7 separate regions of the Mus musculus genome follow, and all the other regions are linked to region 7. Evidence: chromatin contacts called from public ChIA-PET and promoter capture Hi-C data. All regions are on one chromosome and are shown on one strand. The core of a region is the stretch at or near the end of the contact, and the rest is flanking DNA. Distances in the headings are between cores, read along the strand shown. Region 1 holds the start of Gtf3c6 (general transcription factor IIIC, polypeptide 6, alpha). Region 2 holds the start of Cdk19 (cyclin-dependent kinase 19). Region 3 holds the start of Mfsd4b1 (major facilitator superfamily domain containing 4B1). Region 4 holds the start of Mfsd4b4 (major facilitator superfamily domain containing 4B4). Region 5 holds the start of Amd1 (S-adenosylmethionine decarboxylase 1). Region 6 holds the start of Slc16a10 (solute carrier family 16 (monocarboxylic acid transporters), member 10). Region 7 holds the start of Fyn (Fyn proto-oncogene).

Evidence for each region. Promoter capture Hi-C pulls out the DNA fragments that hold promoters and counts their contacts. ChIA-PET counts read pairs in DNA pulled down with a chosen protein or histone mark.
Region 1: an RNA polymerase II ChIA-PET map of memory CD8 T cells shows a contact between it and region 7, with 28 read pairs. The contact joins the promoter of Gtf3c6 here to the promoter of Fyn in region 7. A contact is called at or near these places in 1 of 39 promoter capture datasets (pre-B cells) and 3 of 115 datasets of contacts at active chromatin or transcription factors (embryonic stem cells and memory CD8 T cells).
Region 2: a promoter capture Hi-C map of pre-B cells shows a contact between it and region 7, with 2.5 times the contacts expected there. The contact joins the promoter of Cdk19 here to the promoter of Fyn in region 7.
Region 3: a promoter capture Hi-C map of cranial neural crest shows a contact between it and region 7, with 4 times the contacts expected there. The contact joins the promoter of Mfsd4b1 here to the promoter of Fyn in region 7.
Region 4: a contact with region 7 is called in an RNA polymerase II ChIA-PET map of memory CD8 T cells, with 61 read pairs. The contact joins the promoter of Mfsd4b4 here to the promoter of Fyn in region 7. A contact is called at or near these places in 3 of 39 promoter capture datasets (cranial neural crest and embryonic stem cells), 2 of 484 Hi-C or Micro-C datasets (embryonic stem cells and forebrain) and 4 of 115 datasets of contacts at active chromatin or transcription factors (embryonic stem cells, memory CD8 T cells and stem cell-derived neural progenitor cells).
Region 5: a contact with region 7 is called in a promoter capture Hi-C map of pre-B cells, with 4 times the contacts expected there. The contact joins the promoter of Amd1 here to the promoter of Fyn in region 7. A contact is called at or near these places in 1 of 39 promoter capture datasets (pre-B cells) and 1 of 115 datasets of contacts at active chromatin or transcription factors (bone marrow-derived macrophages).
Region 6: a contact with region 7 is called in a promoter capture Hi-C map of embryonic stem cells, with 3 times the contacts expected there. The contact joins the promoter of Slc16a10 here to the promoter of Fyn in region 7. A contact is called at or near these places in 3 of 39 promoter capture datasets (embryonic stem cells, pre-B cells and stem cell-derived epiblast-like cells), 1 of 115 datasets of contacts at active chromatin or transcription factors (memory CD8 T cells) and 1 of 9 other capture datasets (embryonic stem cells).

Annotation. Positions count from the first base shown.
Region 1 is chr10:40,255,593-40,259,115 of GRCm38.p6, forward strand. Gtf3c6 (general transcription factor IIIC, polypeptide 6, alpha) reads right to left here and starts at 2,120. Exons shown (of 6, transcript NM_026113.5): 1 at 1,987-2,120; 2 at 1,621-1,701. The coding sequence starts at 2,067. Rnu3a (U3A small nuclear RNA) reads left to right here and starts at 2,876; the gene lies at 2,876-3,087.
Region 2 is chr10:40,347,720-40,351,181 of GRCm38.p6, forward strand. It overlaps Cdk19 (cyclin-dependent kinase 19), which reads left to right and starts at 1,589. Exons shown (of 13, transcript NM_001168304.1): 1 at 1,589-2,002. The coding sequence starts at 1,875.
Region 3 is chr10:40,023,302-40,026,806 of GRCm38.p6, forward strand. It overlaps Mfsd4b1 (major facilitator superfamily domain containing 4B1), which reads right to left and starts at 1,967. Exons shown (of 4, transcript NM_144821.4): 1 at 1,592-1,967. The coding sequence starts at 1,615.
Region 4 is chr10:39,897,741-39,900,807 of GRCm38.p6, forward strand. Mfsd4b4 (major facilitator superfamily domain containing 4B4) reads right to left here and starts at 1,466. Exons shown (of 5, transcript NM_001384225.1): 1 at 1,174-1,466.
Region 5 is chr10:40,300,790-40,304,127 of GRCm38.p6, forward strand. Amd1 (S-adenosylmethionine decarboxylase 1) reads right to left here and starts at 1,399. Exons shown (of 8, transcript NM_009665.5): 1 at 960-1,399. The coding sequence starts at 1,069.
Region 6 is chr10:40,140,939-40,144,316 of GRCm38.p6, forward strand. Slc16a10 (solute carrier family 16 (monocarboxylic acid transporters), member 10) reads right to left here and starts at 1,316. Exons shown (of 6, transcript NM_001114332.1): 1 at 765-1,316. The coding sequence starts at 1,098.
Region 7 is chr10:39,368,275-39,371,507 of GRCm38.p6, forward strand. Fyn (Fyn proto-oncogene) reads left to right here and starts at 1,525. Exons shown (of 14, transcript NM_001122893.1): 1 at 1,525-1,916. Gm31616 (predicted gene, 31616) reads right to left here and starts at 1,338. Exons shown (of 2, transcript NR_168583.1): 1 at 1,221-1,338; 2 at 1-331.

The DNA of each region.
Region 1 (3,523 bases), core at 870-3,369, 890 kb after region 7:
GCCTTTCACACTTGGAAGGCAAAGAGGCAGACCATCCGTGAGTCTGACACAAGGCTGGCCTCAGCTCACTGAGATATGCCTGTTTGCACTTCCTATGCATTGGGTGGGATTAAGAGTATGTCCATGCTGGAGAGATGGCTCAGTGGTTAGGAGCACTGACTGCTCTTCCAAAGGTCCTGAGTTCAAATCCCAGAAACCACAAGGTGGCTCACAACCACCCATAATGAAATCTGACACCCTCTTCTGGTGTGTTTGAAGACAGCTACGGTGTACTTATTTATAATAATAAATCTTTAGGCCAGAGCAAGCAGGGTTGACCAGAGTGAGCAGAGGTCCTAAATTCAATTCCCAACAACCACATGAAGGCTCACAACCATCTGTACAACTACAGTATACTCATATACATAAAATAAATAAATAAATCTTTAAAAAAAATGTCCACCATGCCTGAGTGGACTTTCTGTTGTCGTTTTGAGACGGGGTCTCTCTGTGGGTCTGTCTGTCTGTCTTAGAACTTGCTATGTACACCACACTACTCATCTCTGATTGGCATGTTGGGGTAAGTGGCAGAAATTAACCTGTTTAAATATTTGAAGCCAAGGATTTTGCCCAAAAATTTTGATAACAGCTTTATCCCCCATCCCTACCCCCATCCCCCAAAGACAGGGTTTCTCTGTGTAACAGCCCTGACTGTCCTGGGACTCACTCTGCAGACCAAGCAGGCCTCAAACTTAAGAGATCCGTTTGCCTCTGCCTCATGAGTGCTGGGATTAAAGGTATGTATCATCATCAGGCAATAACGTAATATTTTAAACTGTGTCTTCTCCAGGCATTTTGAAGACAGGGCTTTCTGTAGATCAAGGTGGCCTAGAACTTACTATATCATTAAGGATGACAATGAGCCAGGCGGTGGTGGCGCACGCCTTTAATCCCAGCACTTGGGAGGCAGAGGTAGGCAGATTTCTGAGTTCGAGGCCAGCCTGGTCTACAAAGTGAGTTCCAGGGCATTCCGGGGAGTTGGGGGGTAGGATGACAATGAACTTCGGATCCGCCTGCCTTGGGCTCTCCAGTGCCGGCATTACAGGTGTGCACCAGGACAGCCTGCTCTCATGCTATTTTTTCCTAATTGGCTTGTGAGGAGTGAGCCAAAGACACACCAAAGGCATGGTGAAGCAGGTGACATGGGTACTTGGTGACCGGCCGGGCAACACTGCATACATATCCACACTTAGACCAGAGTCTGCGTCCAGACTAGTACACTCAACTGTGGTACTATTGGAGGATAGAACTGAGGCCACGCCCACTACAAGGAAGGCAGGCACTGCTTAACAGCATGGATTAGGCTTTGTCCTGAAAGTCCCCCAGAAGTTTCATACAAGGTGTTTTGCTCTTTCTCTCCAGCCACACATTCAGACAGTGAAGAAGAAGCAGTCAGGCATTTTCTCTGCTCCCATAGAATCCCTCCCTTGTAACCTACTCTTCTGGTATGAGCCTGGAGCGTTTGATCACTGCTTTGTAAGGTGGGATGAACGTCTCTCTCTTTGTGGACAAGCATATCACCTTTTAGTCTTGTTTTAACTTTAAGAAAATCTACAACATTCCCCGAATTCTAAGACTCACCAAAATCTTGCATTTATTTTCACATTTGGAGAGAAAGTCTGAATCAATGATTCCTGACAATTCTACCAGAACAAACTGCTCCTGGTGGAAGAAAGCAAAGTTAATAAGGTAGACAAGGGGCAGTAAATAAGAAATGCCCCAAATTTCTCTGTGAAAACTCGATCCAGTTTCTGGTGGAAACCGATTCTTTCTAGAATGGGTAAACCAGAACTGAAGCTAGCCCTCCACGGCTTCTCGGGCTTCGGAAAGCCAGCGAGCTGTCTACCGGCCTCCCTCCCTCCGTCCGCATCCCAGACTCCCTTCCCCACCCAGGGGTGGCTCAACCAAGACCGCCCGCGCCGCAGGCCTCTGACCCTCGCTTACAACCTCCTCTAGCTCCTCTTCCTCCTCCTCCAAGTCCTCCCAAATGGGATCCACTGCCGCCGCCATAGCGTTCGGAGACGCCATCACTGGCCACGCCCCCTGTGGATGCCATTTTGGATACGGGCAGCGGCGTCCGGCTTCCGGCCAGAAAGCAAGATGGCGACGCCAGGCTTCCGTAAGTGGGTCCCACGTGGAGACTCGACACGCTCCGAGCTTCGGGAATTTAGGGTATTTAGCCCCACTTTGAAGAACGTGGCTCATAGAGCTCAGGCTACACTGAACTCAGTAAGTAGCTGAGGATGAGCGTAATCAACTGCCTCCACTATAAAACAAAACCTCACGTTTATTGTCTGCCGAAGGAGACTAGAGGATCAATGGTGGCCTCCACTTTTCATCCCAACATCTAAGGACGCGGGAGGGAGAGGATTAATGCAAATTCTAGGCCAGAGTGGCTACTTAGTTAACACAAACCCAGCAGTGACGCTACTGGGACAGGGTGGAATTCAGACCGCAGAGGACACAAATCAACACCCATCTTAAGTAAAACGCAGCCTGAGGAGCCGCACCCACCCTTTAAAACTGGTCCGGAAGTGATTTTCTTAGGATGACTGAAGACACTGGCGTGTGATTGGCTATTATCCTCAATATGTTAATTATGAACTTGATTCTGAGTTAGTTTACAAGTCATAAGTATTCAGAATGAGTTTTTGTTTTTGTTTTTTTTTTTTGCAAAATAATATACGAACACAGCTTCGAAAGTGCATGTGTATGGTATTCCTTAGGAGAATATTACGGGGTTTTCGCGGGGGGGGGGGGGCGGGTGGGGAATGTCACCATTAGTTAAAAATGTGCTGTCAGAGGTGGCCTCGCGGCGGCTGGCAACGCTAAACTAAGACTATACTTTCAGGGATCATTTCTATAGTTTGTTACTAGAGAAGTTTCTCTGACTGTGTAGAGCACCCGAAACCACGAGGAGGAGACAGAGTGTCCTTTCCTGAGCGTGAAGCCGGCTTTTAGTGCTGCATTTTGCAACTGCTATCTGCCATTGATGATCGTTCTCAACTCTCTTGAGGGTTGAGAGGGAGAGGACACAGTCTGAGTGGTTTCTTTTATATTTAGTTGAAAGTTAGAGTAGATGCTTTGGTCCTGAGCTACTAAATGGATATCTTTCCTCTTGTATTTTACATGGCTTATACTGTGTAGCCCGGTCATTCCTCTCTGTATGGTCCCAGACGACCTCCAACTCAAGTTCTGCTTTCTGCCTGCCTCAGCCTCCTAAGTGCTGGGGTTTAGGGTGTTCACTACAGCCTGGCTGACCTGCCTTTCTTGTTCTTAGTATGAATGTAGTTATAATGTTCACGAGACCATTAACTGCAAGAAAAATTTTAAGTGCTTATGAACAACAAAACAGGAAAGAATTTTGTCCTATTAGTAGTTGTGTGTGAAGTAAACTTAGGTCTTCTGCAAGCATGACTGAAGCTCCTTGCAGAGGAAAAAAAAATCTATGAGGAAGGCTATTAACCTGAACTAGTAAATAAAG
Region 2 (3,462 bases), core at 339-2,838, 980 kb after region 7:
TAATCTTGCAGGACTCAAACTGGTTGCTTTCTCCTAATGTATCATTTTGTGACCGGGGCGCAGGCTGTCCTGCCTGCAGCTTTATGGTCTCTGTTCTCTCACTTCCTCAAGGCCCTGTTCGTTCTTTACATTTAAGCTCATGGTGCTTTCTTCATGACGGCTACCCACCTAGCCTAACAGTCATCCTGCCGATTTTATCACTGTGCCTTGTGCCTTACAGTTCATATTATAGATGTACGCACGGGAGTCCTACACAATGAAATCGAAAGGCCTGATGATTGAAGCTCATGACATACAGAGAGGAACAAGAATTGGAAGTTTTAGTAGGTATTGGAGATAAATGAAGGAGAGGGAAGGAAATAAAGAGGAAATAACAAGTCGATTCTTTGTTTAGATGGTCTCCCCAGCAATAATGTTGTCTATGGATAGCTTAGCTGCCTTTTTGACACAGACACCTTATCAAATTTCCCTTTTAAATTTAATCTTGTTATAAAATGCTGCCTTTTATTTTAGGTAGTGGAAGAGAGCTGAAACGCGCGTGTCGAATGGATCTCAATTTCTTTTCGGTTTAAAAGCCATCAATATGCAGTGGGTCACATTTTTAGTAAGGCACTTTCTAAGTTCTTACAGTACTACTTTGAGGTGATGGGTTCTGAGCCTCAGACACCATAACGAATCAACGTCATGAGCAAGATAAATACCTTAAACCCCTAGGTGAGCCTCGCCATTACTGTAAAACACGCTTTACTACCCAGCAAAAACGATTGTTTTTAAAACGCTGCATTTTTGCAATCTTCCAAGCGCTTTAATTGTTCTCAGACAGATGGCTAAAGCTAGGCTACCGCACCCGCATATGTTAGGATAAAACCGACTAGAGCGCCAAGAAAAAGATGATTGGCTGTGGGCCGTAGAAGTTACACGGTTCCCCTAGCAAGAGCTGGGAAACCGCTGAATCTTCAGGTTTTGAAATACGGTTTTTGCATCGTAAAGAAAGAAGATTAACCTATCAGGAAGAACCGAGCACATCCAATTACCAATCAAGAGCGGGAAAACAGCCAAAGCCGGAGATAACCAGGCACCAAAGCGGACGTCACTCTTCAGTCTCTGCCAATAAGCCGAGGCAAGGGGCGGGGCAACCAGAGGATCAATTGCCCAAGAAAACAAACAATGTGTAGTACAACTGTCTAAACCCCAGTCCTAAGCTCCGGATGCGCCGGAATGAGCTCTAGAGCAAGGCTCTCGTGAGGTGCTTCCCGCTTTTCTAGCCTAATGACAGTCAGGGCCGGGTATCTACTTCCTAGCTCAGCAAAGGTGTCCTTCCCGCCAGCTCCCACGGGCTCGCAAAAATCCCGCTGCAACTTTGCGCTACAGTTTACAGGAACAGCAGTCGCGCGCTGAGGGGGTGGGGCGGCGGCAGAGCGCAGGCGTACATGCCTTGTGGAGGCGTGGCCCAAAAGGCCCCAGGAACTCTGGGAACTGTATTCCCCGCTCCCGAGGAGGTAGCACAACTCACGAGCCCTCTTGAACTACATTTCCCAGAATGGCTCGCGACCTTGGGGCGGGACGCTTGGTTCCTTAATGAGTTCGAGAAAGCCGCGGCGCGGCCCACCAGGTTCCAAAACAAGGAAATGAAGGGAGGAGGCGGGACTGTAGATGCCTGCGGGAGCCGCCGCCGCCGCCGCGGAGGAGGAGGAGGCGGAGGAGGTGGCTGCCGCGGCCGCCGAGGAGTCCCTTGCTGAAGGCGGACCGCGGAGCGGCGGGCGGCGCGCGCGCGCCCGAGCGACGGCTGTTGGAGAAGTGGAGCGGCGGCGGTGGAGGAGGGACTGAGTGGCGGCGGCCCCCGCGTCCCGGTTTCTCTATGGGGGAAGCAGACAATGGATTATGATTTCAAGGCGAAGCTGGCGGCGGAGCGGGAGCGGGTGGAGGATCTGTTTGAGTACGAAGGGTGCAAAGTGGGACGCGGCACCTACGGGCATGTCTACAAGGCGAGGCGGAAAGATGGGTAAGAGCGCGAGCGGGGAGTGGGCTCGTCCCGTCCCCTCCGCTGCGGAGCCCCGGAGGGCTGGGTGGGTCGGAGCTCCCGGGACGAGGCGGCGTGGGTCGCAGAGCGACGTCCCGGGGCTAACTCGGAGGCACTGGTGCTGCCGCCCCCCGCTGGCCGGTCGCGCCCCTCGAAGTCGTACGGCGCAGCCCCGTCGGGGGCGTCGGTCCCGCCTGGAGTCGCGGCTGCGTGATTAACAGCGGGCGGCGGGTGGAGACCGCGCCTGGAGGTGGAGTTTAGGGGTCTGGTCCCCGGGGACCCTCCGGAGGGCTTGGCTGAAGAGTTACCGGTTTGGCCCTGTGCTGGTGACGGTAGTGGTGGAACTTCCAATCGGCGCAGCGCCTTCCCGGGGCGGCGGTTTGAAAGCTCGCGGGGGCGCCTCCTGTCTGGTGGCGCAGCGCTTGGGGTCCTGGCTGGCCCCTTGGGTCTGACTTCCTTGCCAACCCAGACTTCATCTCTGATGTTTACCTGGGGACTTCCCGATCCTGCTCCCGATTCCCACATTTTAATATTCTGAATTCAGCACTCTGAAGGTGGACCCTGGAGAGAGATAAATTGTATATTACAAGATTTAAGTGTTCTCTGGTTGCTTATCTTTCCTGCCTCTTGGCTATCTTAGGTATAAGATATATCTTGGCTATCTAATTCCCCCCAACCCCCTTTAAGATAGGGTATCTGTGCGCCCTGCTTGGCCTGGAACGGAGAGATTCGCCTGCCTCTGCTAATCAGGTACTATCATTAAAGGCGTATGCCACCAAACCTGGTCCATTTCTCTTTTCTTCAGGAAGAAATCTTGATTTCTTCAAGTTCTTAGCCTCTGTCAAATGGCTGTGAGCTTTGGTAGTGTTTATTGAGAACCTAGACCACCAAGAACAGAAAACGGAGTGACAGGCTTGAGCCTGGATTGCCGTTTCCTTAGTTGAGGGGATCTGTAGGAATCTCTTGGGAAGTCTTTATGGATTGTTATATCAGTAAAAGACAAGTTGATAAAGCATCGAGAATGTCCCCTTCGGGCCGGTGGTCAGACTGGCTTGTAAGAGCTGGCCCGGTGGAACCAAACTTCAGGCCTGGGAATGGTGAGTTTAAAGCCAGTTGTCACCTTGGCTCCTTTCTGGAAGGAATTCCTTTCCCTTAGGTTCTGTAACTTAGACTCAAACGATTGTCAGACTATACAAAAGGGAGACTTAAGGATTGTGATGGGGCATTTTTGATAAGCCGGATTATCACCATACCTCAGATTTAAAGTGCTCCTTGGGGCCCCTCCTTCCCAGTGCTGTGATTTGATAATGTTGGTGAGGCGCTCCCGCATCAAAGTAAGCAGTGCTCGAGCTACTTTTCTAAGAAGAAAGCCAGAGCACAGTCGTACCAAGTGTCTCATACTCAGTACCTGGAAAGTTACAGGTACTGTCCAGAACTCAAGG
Region 3 (3,505 bases), core at 717-3,216, 660 kb after region 7:
CTTACAGCCATTGTGGACCTTAACCACCGTCATACCAGCCAAGACCAATGGGAGTCTAAGTTTATTGAGCACCTATTGCATGAAGTGTATTGTTTGATCTTGGTCCATTTCAGTGTCTTGGCACTATCCTCTTAGGGGCTATCGTAACTGACTCCGGGTATACTGTATTACCTCAAGAGTCATGAATGTTTTTCTGTACCCATAGAAACTTATGTAACAAAACATGAGGAAAGCTTAAAGAACTATGAAAAATAACCTGCCATTGACATTTTCAATTCCACAAATGGACCAAATAGAAAGAGACTCTTGGGTAGGACACTGTAACTGACCTTAACGTCAACAAACTACAAACTAAGACAAAGTTCAGGAGAAAGGGACTGAGCAGACAGGCACTCAGCCCACTAGGCTGCCACTGCCCAGAAATGGGCAACAGTGATAACTGACCTACTATCAAAATCTGCTCCTTCTGAACTTGACTTTCTTGTTCTGTCTTTAAGTCCTGACTCAGATGTTCCTGCAACATCACTTTGTATAAAGAAGAAGCAAAAATGAACTTTTCCAGCTTTTTCTTTTTAATAGGAGTAACAAGACCTACAGGCTAATAAATTGGAACTTAGAAGAAATCCCTTAACTAAAGCTTCTAATTGACTTACATTTCAAGAACTACCGATTCTAATTGTACCATTGTGCTCCAAAGTTAATTGTGCACCTTACCTAGACAGCATTGGTACGAACCAGAGTGAGCGCAGGTTCGCAATAAGTAGCTCACACACGAAGAGTGAAAACACTTCACGTCTTCCAAAGACTCAAAACCCAGCCCAGGGAGCGAGCGCTCAGTAAGCATCTGCAGGGATTTCTTTATCCCGTCCCATTAGTACAATCTAAGAAATGAGTGTGGCTCAGAGTCTAGAAGAGAGTAAGCTATTCTCCTCTGGGGACTCACCCTCTCGACCCTGTTGGCCTACAACCATGAAGTGATAGGGAATGGGGAGCTTTGCCACAAACACTGAATTGGGGGTAGCTCCAGGATCTGTAAAAAGCGCATACAGCCTTGTACTTTGCTCCATGAAAATCACTTATACAATGGAAGTTAGTTTGAAGAGGGCTGTACCAGAGTAAGGGCTGCGCTTGACTCAACCGCTTAAACATTTGTATGAACAAGAAAAAGTCATTTTGCTCTTGCCATTATATCTGTAAAATCTGTAAAAATCAAGCAGTTGGTGTAATTTAATCAAGCCACTAGAAAGAGAGCCCCCACCCCAGCCAAGTATTTCTCTGTATAATAATTAAGGTGTAGGGGACAGTGGCTACAGATCCTGGCATTCTCTTTTTTTGTCTCCCTAGTACTAAGAGGAGCCCTACAAAGATAGATTGTAGGGGGAAATCATGTTAGGCAAAAATCACCCGCGCTCTTGACAGTGACCCTCGGTGATTAGAATAGTGCCTATGTGTTAAGCGGATGAAACTGAAGCCCCAGCGATCAAGGTCACACAACATGCAGGCAGCGAATGTGAGAGTCCAGCTGGGAAGGGCAGGTCCCCTGCAGGAGGCTCGCGCCCCAGCCTGGGAGGGGTGCAGCCTCGGCTCTCACCAGCCCCAGGAAGGCGGCATACATGACCGCGGTGGAGAACCAGCGCAGCACGCTCCTGGTCCGGCCACTCCGCCGGGAAGCCACCGTGGCCTGCTCGCTCTCCGCCCGGGTCTCCGCCTGGTGGAGCCTCTGTGCCGCAGCCACCGGCCCGACGCTCCCGGTCTTCACGTCCAGCTCCAGCTTGGCGGCTGCGGAGAGCTACTGGGGGCCGGTGCACCCTCTGGGGCTCGGCACTCAGGCTCCTCCAGTCTCCGAGGTCCCTCCTGATAGCACTGTCCCCAGGGACCGTCCTGACTCAAGACCTCCGGCGGCTGGACTTCGACCCTGGCCCCAGCTGGCCACCGAGTTATGTTCACTCTCCATCTTGCAGAATCGTGGCGGTTCCCGTGACAGAGTCAGGCCACTAGCCAACCTGGAGTCAAACCGGAAGTCATGGTGGTTGCCTAGGAAACGGAGCTCAGCGCGTGTTAGAGCTGCTACTGCAGCCTAGCTACTGCTTCTATAAAGTGTGCTGCTAACTCTTGAGGGAACACGCCAGTGCTAGCTGGGAGGTCGTCTTTACACGCCCCACCCCTACCCTCCGTCCACACCTGAGCTTTCCAGGTCTTTTATTCAACTTTCAGGCTAGTGATACCTGCTGAAGCTCCGGAATAGGCTCCTGGAGCCACATCAATCCTCCCCACGCTCCTTTCTCACCTTAGCCCGGGTGTCCAGAGAGAATCCAAGCACAGAGAGAACATACAGTTCCCCAAGATCAGTCAGCAATCACGGGCCTAGTCAACGGCCAAATAGCTCAAGACACATGTGTGGGTTCAAATTTGTGGTTTCAAAAGCACGGCAGTTCAAATTTCCACAAATGATTAGAGCCTGGCAATGCCTGAGAAAGGCTGTACAGCTGTCGGGATTTGTTCCGTTTGCTATACTCAAGTTACACAACAATGTAACTTTATCATCTATCTGAAAAATGCTCTTTCCACCTGAAAACCTCCTTGATCTCTGTATTACTGATCACTTATACCGAGAAAAACATTCTTTCATAAGATGGTCAAGAAGAAAGCTGGAAGAATGTTTTGTTTTGTTTAAAACAAACAAACAAAATCAACCATGTTCCTGTAAATTATCCACTTGGAGAAAACCTGACTTCTGTTAAAGGTTGCTTATTATCTGATAAATTTTAATTTTAATTACAGAACAAGTCATTATGTTTAATGGCATTTTAAAAAGGCTAAAAGTTTGTAATCTGTGATGTCATTTAATCTAGTAGATATTGACATACCAGAACATGCTGACCACTCAGGTCACTGAGAAAATCAGGAAAATAAAAAATACGACAAAAAGACAAAATGTTACTGGCCTGTAAAAGAAACATTTATTTCCTCATGATGGGATGGGATGAAAAGAGAGCCATACACAGCTGTGCGAATACACAGCTTGGGCTGAGCCCACGGATTTCCGTTCTCTGTTCTATGTATCCCTAGCCCTAGGCCTGGAAACTTTTAGCCTAGATACAATCTAATCTAGAATGCTTTAGATTTGCTGCTGCATAAACTCACCCTTTCCAGTTCTTTCTGAACTCTGGCTGGCTGGTTCAACTCAGCTCTTCTGGCTCAAACTCCTCTCCAAGCTGACTGATTCAATCTGGCTTCTCTCAGCTTCCCACTGATTCGCTCTGCTTGGCCTCTAACAATTTGGCAATTTGTTCTAATCTTCTGGCTCCTTATTTTCTGGCTCTGCTGGCCTGCATGCACTGCACAAATGGAACGGAACTCATGAATGAACTCTGCTGAACTCAACTGCACTGCAGGAGTTGAACGGACTAAGCTGATTCACTCCCTCTGGCCCAGCCCCAGTCTCTTCGATGCTCCTTTCCTGTCAGTTGGGTGCATCCTATCTCTGGCTCATTCTGTCAACTCT
Region 4 (3,067 bases), core at 216-2,715, 530 kb after region 7:
GTAAGGGCTGTAAGGCTTTCTTAGCAAAATATAACACGGACAGAATGATTTTAACAATAAGATGTTACACAAGATACTGCCAAGAACTAAAGACTTGCGTTTTAGATGAAGTTCCTAAAAACCTTTAAGGAAACGTTTCTGAGTTTTGAGAACTGTGGATTGTGGGCTGGGGACACAGCTGGGTGAAAGCCTAGCATGAAGTCCTGGGCCAGCCAGCGCCCTGTACGTAATAAACAAACAACAAAACCTGATTGTGCTGCACTGTTCTGCTCCAACCCACGTGTGGTTTCCCTGCCCCAAGCACCAGCAACCAAGAACAAAGACCAGGAGCACACAGGGCCACAGCATGTTCATTCAGATCTTCCTGCAATCACTTGCAATACCTGTTACACACGAGGGGCTCCAGTACCTGCAACGCTTTCTTTCTTCCCTACTTTCCCATCAAAATAATTTTAAGAAACTGAAGCTCCAATTGAGGGACCAGAAGGGACTCCGTCAAAGGTTTAGCTCTCATAGCACTCGAGTCAAAAGTTATCACTTTAGGTCAGTGGTTTATAGCTTTCATCCCAGCACTCAGGAGGCAGGGGCAGGAGGATCTCTGAAATTTGAGACCATCCTGATCTACACAATGAGTTACAGCCATCTGGTCCACAAAAGGACATTTCGGGTCAGCAGCAGGTGCTACACTGGGGAACACTGTCTTTATGGCGTTTTTAGTTCTTGCACTTGAGTGAAGAAAATCATTTAAGTATCTAAAGGCTTGATTTAAATAGGGCCGTGTACAGGGTAAGCAACATGTCCTTGATACTATCATTTAACCAGAAAAGCCACTTTCTTCTCTGGGCCCTTTTTTCCATCTGCGAAATAAAGCAGTTGGTTGGATTTGGTCAGGCCCCCTCAAAGCTGCTTTTCTGGGATCAATTTAGAGCTTCAGTGAGTGGGTGAAGGGGAGCAGGCTCCCCATCTTGTATCTCCCCGTTTTCCGGAGGAAACTTAGCTTGCTCGTGCTGGAAACGTATTAATTTTGCCCGTTTTTCCAGATGACAGAACTGAGACTCAGGAGGATTAACCGATATACACCAGGGGTCACGCACGATGCAGGGCACTGAGACCACGTTCCCTGCAGGACGCTTGCTCCAGCCGTGGCCTGGAGGGTTTGGGCCCAGCTCTCACCAGCCCCAGGAAGGCGGCACAAAGCACCACGGTGGTGAACCAGCGCAGCACGCTTTGGGCACGGCCTTTCCGCACGGAGGCCACCGCTTCTGACTCATTCTCTGCGCCCGGGCCGGCTGGGAGGAGCCGCTGCCCTCCCGCCCCTCCGAACTCCAGCTCCAACTCCAGTGTGGCGGCTCCACCTGCCGTGCTCCGTGCACCAGGCCTCCGGTGTGCAGGGAGGTGCCCGGCCCCGCCCGGCCCGGGAGCCAACAACGCCAGGACCTGCCCGCGCGAGCGTGACCTGGGAGCGGAGCCTCCCCGCCGCGCAGGCGCGGTGTCCCTCACGGTAGCAGAGCGCCTGCATGGATCACAGGCCGGAAATAAAGCCGCCGGCCAATCAGGAGACTTCCTCAAACCGGAAGTTGATGTGGTTGCCTTGGGGATCGGACAGCCTGGCCCAGGTGAGAAGTCTCAATTAGGTGAGTTTCCCCGGCCTGGGGAATGTAGGCCAAAGATGTACAAGCTGCAACCCATGCACAAGACGATCCAAAGTTGCAAAACGTTGGAAGAAACCCGGCCTGGAACTGCAAGATGGCAACTTCCGCAGCCTCCTGGGTCACCTGGAAACCCGAAGGTCTTGTCTCTACATGATTTACAAACTGTTGCCCTTGCTCCTTAGACGTACAAGAATGTTGAACGTCAGCTTCTCACTGAACAGATAGTTATGGATCCTTACGTGTAAACTCACACGTGAAGTATCTCAGTTAGTTTACACAACACTCAGAATCCCACCGCAGTCCCATCTATAAATAGGAATATTAGGTTAGAGTAGCAGCTTCTAAAGGCCAGACAACAACCCGCTGGCCTTTACTGAATGGTGAAACAATAGCTAAAGAAAGAATCTGGGACAAAACGAGTTGCATGCACTTGCCTGTAAGACCCCCGAAGCTGGGCCTCCGCTCAAGTCCTGGGATGAGCTGGCCAGCACCTCAGTGACTCGAGAGAAAACCACACCTGATGCAAACTGCAAGAGGTTTTATTATCAGCTAGCTGAGGACGATGTCCCGATGTCCCTCCTCCGTGCAGGGCAGGGGAGTTTGACCCTTAGTGGTAACAGTAGGGGGCTTTTAACAGCTAGCTGAGGAATTGGGGAGGAGTTGGGAGGAGTTGGGAGGAGAGTTCTTCTCTTCTGGGTATCCTTGGTGAAATTTATAAGGCAGGAGTGGGGAGTGAGTTCTTTCTGAATTTTTATCTCCGTGTCCTCAGCACAGGAAGGCAGGCATCTCTGGTTGTAAAGTATAGAAACAAAGGCTTTTTGCTGGCTATAGAGAACAAAGAGCTTCTTTCTGGCTGTATTTTTAGAGATCAGGGAAAACAAGCTTGGGGAACGTCCAGGGGCTTTACCTTCCTGGGAGAAACGCTCTAAATCGGGTCCCACATGCCCACACTTATTTTAACCTGCAGGCAATTCCATTGTTGAATGGACTTGGACATCAGTCTGTCTTTGCCAAATAGCTATGCTAGCTGAAAAAGGAAAACCGTGTTCTTATGTGACTACAGATTTGACCACAGGGACCATAGCCTCAAATGTTATCACATTCTATTTTTTATCTGAAGTTCTTTTCCACTTACACTTCTGTCTCTGATATCCCTTCTTACTTAGACTCCCAAGCTACTACAAAACTTGGTCTTGTTACCCATAAACCAACTTTCTATCTTCAATCATACGATCATTAACTTCTTCCCTGTTTGTCTCGGAAAGGTTTCTTAAATTGGCGTCCAACTCCTCTCCATTCCTACTCTGCTTGTCTTCATTTCTTGCTTAGACTATTTCAGATGTTTTCTGATTGGCCTCAAAGTGTGTGTTTTGAAATTTTTAGTGGGACCTTTAGAACACAAAAATTTTAAGGGC
Region 5 (3,338 bases), core at 149-2,648, 930 kb after region 7:
GGATTCTCTTCTCGCTTTTTGTCAGAGGACGGTTGCACCGCGCAGCCAACATTCCTAAAACGCCCATTGGTCCACACCCTGGGGCCAGGCTCCGGAGGGGCCCAGGAGCTCATTGGTCCGCCTCTCAATGAACCGGACCACGCCGGTTCCTCCGCCACTCTAGTCCCATTAGTGCGCTTCGGAGCACGGCGGAGCCCGGGTACCGGCCACCAAAGCGGGAGGCTGGTGTCACCGCCGCCGGGTCCATGCATCCTCAGTGTCATCCGCGCTTCAATGCTCGACTCTCCCAGCGAGGTCACTAGCAACTCTCCGCACCACCTCCCGTGTCGGGTGTGAGCAGGGGGCCCGCAGGTCTCCTTTGCTCCAGCTTAAGGCATTAAGTAAAATAGATCTTCGGGCTGACAGGCTTGTACCCCGGGAAGCAGGCAAACCCTCCAGCACCCCGCTGCGCTCTCCCGGACTTCGCCTCCGTAACAGGTTACACAGCCCAAGGTCAGGAGCCTCCCGGGCAAAGCCCGCGGAGGGTCCCGAGGCGCCCCGCTCTGCTGCAGGGCACGTCCGGGCGTCGGCGGGGCCCGGCACTGCGACACGGCCGCTCCCGCCCAATCCCGCCGCCCGAGCGAGCGCCACGCGCGGCCGCCTACCCCGCGGCGGGAGGCCTGCTGGTCGCCCCGCGGCCCAGGCCCACCCAGCTCGTGCTCCGCCCGCCCCTCACCCAGCCACACCTGCCGGAGGGCCGCGTGCCCCCCGCCGGAGCCCGTCAGCCCAGCCCCGCCGTCCGCCGGGGACGTTACCTGAGCACGCGGCCGCGCCGGCCTCCTCCCCTCCCCCAGGCGGCGCAGGCGGCCCCGCAACGGCGGCGGGAGAAGCCAGTTCCCGCCCGCCGACCTGGCCCCACCTGAGGCCGCGACTCGTGCCTCGCAGTCGGCGGCGAGCCGCCCTCAGGCCCAGGCACCCACCTTGGGATGGTACGAAGATCCCCAGATCCCTGGCTTGCGTCGGACTGCTGTCTGGAAAACCAGACCTCCAGCAGTTTCTCCGTCCCTTCGAAAAAATGTGCAGCTTCCATCACCGTGAGACTAGCGAACAACCAACAACCACAGAAAATCAACTAAATTAAATCTCTTCTCCCGCCGCTCCTGCCGCCGCTGCGGATTGTTCCAGCTGTGTTACTAAAGTTCAGGTTCCTTTTTTTTTTTTTTTTGCTATAATTTTATATTAACTTTTTTTTAAAAAAAGGACTAATAAAATTTTCCCGGCTATTTTCGTGAGCGAAAGTTGAACGTGAGTCTGTTGGAAATAGAGGCAGATACAGTTCAGTCTCTTGTAGTCCGCTGCTTTCCCGTTAGGAGAGTTGAGCGAGCGCTAGCTAATGTCGCCGGCCATACTGTGTAAGCGAGGGTTCTGCGTGAGCGCAGACCTTATATAAGCATCCTCCCCGACAGGCCAGGAAGTGACGCCATCGCCCCGCCCTCAGGGCCTCATAGGGACCGCTTCGTGTCAGTCAAACGTCGCCGAACGCCGGCTGGCTGGCGGTGGGCCCACGGGGAGTGCAGGGGACTACCAGCTTGGTTGCAGATGGAGCTGCCGCTGTCCCTTGAGCGGGAGACCGCTCTGTTGTCCGGCTGGGGACTTGGGAATCTGGGATTACTTGTGGAGCTGGTGGGGAGAGCGGGAGACAGGCGAGGCTGTCCCACGCTGCACACAGCTGGTTAGCAGAAAACAGGAGGGAGTCTGGAGGGGTGTCGCGGGGCTCGGCGGGGGCGGTGGCCACTGCTGGGTTGGCGTAGTGCTTTGATCCTGTGCGGTTTCTCGTTTCAAGCCGAGGTGGTTTTTGGCTTTTTAAAAAAAATTTTTTTAAACCATTTTTTCACGTGTTTCCACGAGACGAACGCAGCCTAGGCAATAAAATTGTCAGTGACGTACGTGTGGCCCGGGGTCGGATTGGAATGCGCTTTAATTCTGCTTGTGCTTTATCTGATGTGGGAATGAAGGCAGTTCTCCACGGGTTTACACAATAGCCAGAAGCGTCGTCTTCCTATTTCAAAAGAGAAAAGAGAAAAGCAACGTGGCGCCCAGCCTTGGAGGGCTCCGGCGCTATCTACCCCCCACCGTGTGCCTAGCCTAGCTTAGGAGTTGGCCGCCTTCCAGCAGACACCTATCAACCCGTACTCCATTAGGTCAACTGGTGGATATTTAGTTTGCAAAACTTCCTAGGAACTAGCTTTATTAAGTATAATACGAGGTTATTTGATATTTTTCTTAGGCTATTCTTAAAGGGGTGAACTAATTGAAAGTATTCCTCACAACCACCAGTACCACGCAAATTTACAAATTTGCCTAAAATTGCCTAAATGCCTAAAAAGGATCTTCGCGAGTATATAATAATAATGTAAATGGGTAGCAAAGAGTTTTCACTAATGATAATCTAAAGTATAAATTAGGGGTCAAATCCAAGTAGGATTTTGTTTTGTTTTTTTTTTCTTCTGCTATCTTCCTTTATTTATATTTGCAGTATGAAACACAAGCTCTGCACACATACTTGCACACTCACACCAGCCTGGGGGAGGGAGCTGGGACAAGGCCACTTTCTTTCTTTCTTTTTTTTTTTTTAATCTTAAGAAGCAAAAGATGTTAACAAAGTTATTAGTTACTTGGAAACACTGGGGGAAAGTCACCAAGCTCATAAAATTAAAAATGATTATAGTCACAAGACAAAGGGACCGTCTCCTATTATCCCTAGAGAAATCCACTGCAACTGTTGAAATTTGATTCATACATACCCTGAAGACGAGCTCTTGTCTTACAAGAGCATGGATTCACATGTCTCTATGAAATTTGTTGAGAAAGAACCCGTGTGATGAGGTAGATACGTATATTGCTTTTGCCATGTTTTTAAAAGCATCCAACTCAAACTAGGGATAAGGACAAAATTTAATAAATGCTACTTAGTCTATTATAATAGTAATTCAAGGAGGATGCGGTTATACTTGGAATAAAGATTAAAGGAATATTTCCGTGTTTTACAAGCTATTCAATTATTTGATGGTTGCTTATTGAAAAGAAGACTGCCTGCAAACCACCTCAAACATTAATTGTGGTATAAATATAATTTGGCTTGTAATTATTTATAATTAGTTGCTTTTTCAATTACTATTATGCTTTTTCCCAACCTAATTTAAGTTAACAAAAGTGCCAGGAATCTTGGCAAGGTAAATTATTGTTAAATACAGACTAACTTAACTAGCGTCAATGAATTGCGTTGTTTCTTTGTAAAATGTATAGTTTTTCTTAAGGACTATTATATGGAAGCTCAAATTAGTTGTACTTTTAGCTGA
Region 6 (3,378 bases), core at 66-2,565, 770 kb after region 7:
TTCCATTTTCTCACCCAAGCAGAGCTGACAACACCTGCCCGGCAGCATGAGATGAAATAATGGGGGAAATGTTATGCAGACGGTCCTAGACTTGACTTTTGCATAATCAGTCAGAAAGCATTTGACAAAAATGCGGAGTCTGCACCTTTTGCATTTTATTTCCACAAGGCAAAAAAAACGTCAACATAACAGAAGGTCCAACCCCTTATCTTCCTCTTACCATCCCACGTGGCTGCCTCCTATGCTGTCTAAATATAGTAGAGCGTGCAGAGAGACAACCGACTACCACTTTTAATGGGCTGCCTTTGGGACTCCCTGTGACCTTGGGATCCACTTTTCCATTTTGCCAATCTCCCGTCCTGGCCTGCGCTGCATCTACCCAAACACACCTTTCCTTCTGCAGCATGGCAGGCAGATAACCACACCACCGTGGCGGTCACAAAGCAGACTGTAAAAGTGATAATGCAGTGTTGTTGGTGCTGGAACGTTCAGTTTATTTCCCACCACTAAGAGGAAAGTACTGTGGATTCTTGGCGCCCACTGTGCAGAAAGGAGGAGTCCAAAGCCTCAGGCAGGTACAACTCTGCAACTTGCTTGCCTTTGGGTTCCATACAAAACTGGCAGAGGGAAGCCCCAAGCTGCAGGTTGCAAGTGAGACGGGTCAGGCTCAAAGCTCACACCCTCCCAACACAAGAGGACGCACCAAAAGCTCCCATTTCCCACCCCGCATGCCCTCCTCCCCTCGGCCCGCAGCAACGTCCCACCTGTCTTGAAGGCCATGTTGTCATCGTCCTTGGCCTTGAAGGTGTCCAGCATGGACACGAAGAGCACCCCGTAGGCGTTCTGGATGCCAAACACCGACCCGTTGCACCACATGGCCGCCAGCATCACCAACCAGCCCCAGCCGCCCTCGGGGGGAACGGGGGGCTCACTGCCCGCTGACCTCGTCAGCTCCACCTCCACTTTCTCTGCGGCCACGTCGGAGACATCCGAGGGTCCCGGGCCGGGCAGCGGAGCGTCATCCGAGGGCGCGGGCCCGGGCGGCTGCGCCTCGTTCGTCTCCCGCTCGGCGGCGGGCTCCTCCTGGGACGGCACCATGTCCCGAGGCGGCCCCGTCGGGCACCGAGAAAGCTTGCGGGCGCAAGGTCCCGGGGTGGCTCGCGGAGCCTGGGACAGCCGCGCGGACGGAGGAGGGAGGCCGAGGCGAGGACACTGGAGCCGCGGGCAGGCGGGCGGGCGGGCGGGCGAGAGGCGCACACCGCAGACACCGCCTAAGGCGGCCAGAGGACTTGACACACCGGCTGCCCCTCGCGCCTGATTACGCCGGCCTCCAGCCGCCTCTTAAAAGCGCCCCTCCGCCCTCCCGCACCGCCTAGGGGCGTGGCCACCAGAGGGCCTTACACCCTGAGCCCACAGGTGATTGGGCATCCGCAAGCGGAGGCTCCGCCCCGTGAGGGGTGTCCAATGACCGCCCGCGCGCGCGCGCTTGAAGGCGTGCCGCCAAATTAGCTACCTCCAGGAGTAATGTCACCTCCTCTCAGCATTAACCTTAGAAGTTCTTGGGGAGCGTCTCCTACGTGTGGCCTGCGAAGGTGATCAATCGATCAGGTAATGCTTACCCTCACTGGAATAGAGAGTCACAAATGACAGTTTAAATTTCATATTTGTTGTCCCTTTTGTGCTAGTTATAATATAAAAGATTCCTTATGCCACGTACCTACTTAAAAGGCAATTCAGGAATCAGAGACCTTGTTTAATTACTCCAATTCCGCGAACATACAGTTTGTTTTGAATACTTGGCACAATGAAGATGCTCATTTTGGAAGACAGACTGTGATTCTAAATTTTTCAACTAACAAACATTTTTGACGGGCAGCTAGAAAGCAATACTTTTAAACTTCACAAGTTGTCCTCACACTAAATAAAGAACCAACACTTATATTCAATTCCTCTGCCCCCTGAAGCATCTTATTCTGATGTATCTTCTTAATTTCTCAGATATTTAGATTACTCACTCCAAACAAAATCAAAATATGCTAGTTACTTAAGCACCAGTGTGGTGGGTTATACAATAACTGTGATTATCACATTCTTGCTTCTCTCTGTCCTAAACTAGTAAGTAAAAACAGTCCAGAAATAGAAAGTGGGGTGCAATAGGGTTAAACACTGGGACATCAGCTAGGAGGTAGGAGCACAAGCCTTGTATCCCAGTACTCCGGAAGCAGAGGCAGGCAGATCTCTGAGTTCTGGGCCAGTCTGGTCTACAGAGTGAGTTCCTGGACAGTCAAAGCTACACAGAGAAACCCTGTCTTGAAACCAACTACCCCCATACCCCCACCCCACCCCCCAAAAAAGGATAGTATGTAAGAAAGTAAGTTTGAGCTGAGCTATGATTAGCCACATGGTTCTGTGGACAAGGACAAGCAAAGAGCCTTCCAGCCAAAGAAACAGAGAAGAAACCAAAGACAGGGGAGGGTCCAGAGGAGTGTTCTGGGAATACAGGGCAATGTGGGTGCTTTAGAGATTAAGTTAAAATAGCACAATAGCTTGGATATATATTACCCCTCAAATTCTTTTGGTGTCTTAGTCACTGTCTATTGCTGTGAAGAGACACTGTGACCAAGGTAACTCTTTTTTTACAAAAAGCATTTAATTGGGGGCTTTCTTACAGTTTCAGAGATTTAGTCCATTATCATCAAGGTAGGGAGCTGTAATGGTTTGTATATGCTCAACCTAGGGAATGGCACTATTAGAAGATGTGGCCCTGTTGGAGTAAGTGTGCCACTGTGAGTATGGGCATTAAAACCCCTCATCCTAGCTGCCTAGAAGTCAGTATTCTACTGGCAGCCTTCAGATGAAGATGTAGAACTCTCAGCTCCTCCTGTGCCATGCCTACCTGGATGCTGCCATGTTCCCACCTTGGTGATAAAGGACTGAACCTCTGAACCTCTAAGCCAGCCCCTAAATGTCATCCTTATAAGAGTTGCCTTGGTTATGGTGTCTGCTCACAGCAGTAAAACCCTAACTAAGATGGTATCTCCTCATAGCAATGAAACCCAAACTCAGACACAGGGGATTGGACACTTTCTGATGCATTTAGGCAAATCACTCATATATAAATAAACTAAAATAAAATAAAATAAAAGAGAAAATTAAAAATAAATTAATAAATTGAATATACAAAGTTCTGAACTGCTGAATCTGTGGCAGTGAGATTCCAGTTATGCTACATGTAAGTGCAGTTTCTAGCTATGTCACATAATACAGTCTGGTTTGATGTCATCTTAATCACCACTTGAAAACAAACAGCCAAATGTAGCCTTGAGATAATTCAATGGCTATGGAGAAATTTCTAAAACATAATCTTTTTGAGATATA
Region 7 (3,233 bases), core at 275-2,774:
TGTTTTTTTGTTTTTATTTATTTTTTTCAAAAGTAAGTAAAGAGAAAAAAACAGAACAGAGTCTTGCTGGGAGTTGGTTAATTTGTCATTTAATCATTTTGCCTCTTATTGGTCCACTAATTACGTGAAGAAGCTATTATGCTGCAGATGCCAAAAATGAGACTCCTCTCAAAGAAATTATTAACAATGGAGTGACTTAGTACCATCTGCTCCAGGTTTCAGGAAGAGATCGGACATGGAATTCCTCAGTGTCACCTTCTCTTGTCCTCAGTTTCCTCGTCCATCACATGAGGATCATTTACTGAATAGCAGCAAATTTCTCAAAAGAGCACTGCGGAAAAGACAAAGAAAAAAAAGTCAGCAAAAGAGACTGGTATTTTTAAACTACAGGGGAAATGTACTGAGCAGGAAAGATAACACAGACCTTGAGCGCCTAAGGAAGCCAAGGCTGCTTCGCTTAAACTTACTTCTTAGAAGATTAGATTTGCTGAGGGGGAGGGATGAGTTTCTTACCAAAATCATTAAAGAAAATGATTCTGAACATGTCTTAAAACAGAGTTCTCAGTAAACAGGAATTGCCTATAAAGAAAATCAGGAAGGCAAAATGTTTCTTTTTATGAAGTTACATCCTGCCATAGAAAAGCTGAATCGGAAATAAAGACTGCAGACCAACCCGGCTATTATTTCGTCAAGGAAAATCTGAGCAAAAAGCTCAGCTCAGCCACCAGCGAAAACAAGAAAACCAAGAGAAGTTTGAATGCCCCAAGGAGCCAGACGAGCAATGGCCACTGGTAAACAGCTAGGGAAAAGCACAAGCAATCTCTACTGGGTGGTTTTGGGACTCTTTGTTGCAGGCCCCTTGAATTTCAGTCATACTTCTCTTTCACTTTTCCTGGGGTAGGTGTGGGGGGGGGGGCGGGGAGCATATTTGGGTACCCAAGAAAATGAGACTAACAAGTCATTAATTTCTTACTATTTGTTGTGCGTTTGCTGGTCCTAGCTTTCCCAGTTTCTGCAATGGTACTTCTCTACTTTGCTCCTCACTTCCCTAATTTGCCATCGCCATTCTTAACACCTTTCCATTTTATCCTCCCACTCTCAAAGGCGAGGCTATCTCTTTGGAGAAATAGGTTCCCATGGCTGTGAGGCTGGAGTGGCAGGTGCCAGTCTCCACTGGCAAAGTGGAAAGCAGCTCATTCCCTGCGCACTCTCCTGCCCACCTCACCAACTCGCAACTCCACACGATCCTCAGACACACAACTCTTCCTTCTCCGCCAACCTCGCATCCTCTCACACACCCTGTGGCCGTGCGCACCGCAGGCTGCCCGCCACCACTGTAAAGCTCAACCCACTCGGCGGCCCCACCCATGGCCGTCCCGCCTCCGACGCATTCACCAATGGCTGCCGGCGCTCAGCCCTCAGCGGGCCCTTTGATAGGGCAGAAAGACCTGACAGTCTCAGGGCGTGTCCCGCCCCCTCTCGAACCCCTCGGGATCCGGAGCAGCCCGAGCATCAGCGAGAGTAGCTGCGAGAAGCCGCGGCGGTGGCGGCGGCGCGTCGGTGCAGTTGCGCCATCTGTCAGGAGCGCAGCCGGCGGGGAGGGGGCTCCGCAGAGAGGAGGAGGGGTCGCCGTGCGCCGGGCCTCCGAGACCCGCCCGCTGGTCAAGAGCTCAGCGAGGCCGCCTCTAGCCGGAGCGTTTCGAGGACTCCCCGGGCACACACAAAGCCGCCACCCGCGCCAGGGAGGGACCGGGCTGCCGGGCCGGGGACACCGGCGCCGCCCCCTCGGCGCTTCGCGAGGCCCACGAGCTCCTGGGCCCCGCCGCGGAGCCGCGGGAGCCGCCTGGGCCGCGCCGGAGGAGGGCGGGGAGAGGACCATGTGAATGTGCTCCGGAGCTGAGCGCCAAGCCAAGCAGGTAAGCGACAGGGGATGCGCGGAGCCTCGGGATGCTGCGGAGACGCCCGGCCCAGCGCCCCCGCACGGGCTGCTCCCGCTGCGGTCCCGCCGCGCAGCCTCCAGGGCGCCCCGCGACGCAGGACACTGATGCGGGGTGCCGCCCCGAGGCTGCGCAGGCACCGGGGTGTCTTTCCTCGGCCGCCGGCGGGTGCCGGGTGGAAAATAGGAATTGGCTTGGGGGTGAGGTTGGCCCAGCTCCGCCCCCGCCCTCCTTTCGCGGCCCCCCGCGGGGACCAGGGCTGTGTGTGTTGTTTTAATGTCAGGGATGATGTAATCACTTAATAATTGATGCCCCGTGCTGCTTTCCTCCCCACCCAACCCCTGCCCCACTCCTCCACCTCTCGGCTTCCTCCCTCGGTGGCCCTTGCCGTTCCCCAGCGCATCCTCCTGCCTATTTCTGGAACCTCCCTTGCACTTCCCCCACCCTCCCCTTCACCCTTCCTGTGCTACCACCCACCCACCCTTCCCCTTTCCCCTGTGTCTGGCCTTGCCTCCTCTTCCTCTGTCCCCCCACCCCTTTTGCTCTCTCAAGCTTATTTCTCCTCCCTTCTCGACACGCTGGATTTCCTCCCTACTTCCCTAGGTCGGTAGACGGTTTTGTTTGGTCTCCTCTAGGCTCTCTTATCTTTGAGGCCACAGGGACTGACTGAGCTAGAAAGAGGCCACCAAGCTTGGGCCCAGGAGGCGTTTGCTGGGACTCACTGGGAGGAGGGATAATAAAATCACCCGTTTTGCCCCTCCTTCCTCTAATAAATCAGACTCATTCTGTGTGTGTGTGTGTGTGAGTGTGTGTGTGACACAAAGAGCCCTTTCAGTTCATAGAGGAGAGACACATAAAGTACCCAGGGCACCATGCTTCTTGTGTCTCATCCCTGGGGCGTCCCTTTCTTTCTGGTGAAGCAGTTGATCTCTTAGTCTTTTCTGCCACACTTACCAAAAAATGAAGGCTCCCGGATCCCGGGTGGCAGGTGCAGGCATTTAGCTGTGTTTACAGACTGGTAGCATTGAGTGGCAACTGCAGTTTTCTCTATTTAAGGTGGTGGTGGGGGGGATTATTTCAGCTGTTTTAGGAGTTGCTATACTTTCAAGGAACCTTCCCCTATCCCTCATTTCCCCCCTTTTCTTCTTGGGGGATAGTTACTGATACCTGAGACAGGATAAATTGATGAGGGATCAGAAGAATTTTGTGTCTGAGTCAGAATCAAACTGTTTAACACGAGTGAGGCAGCCTGACTGGATTCCCTAAAGTCCAAGGCCTCTTTGCTGAGTGAAGTCT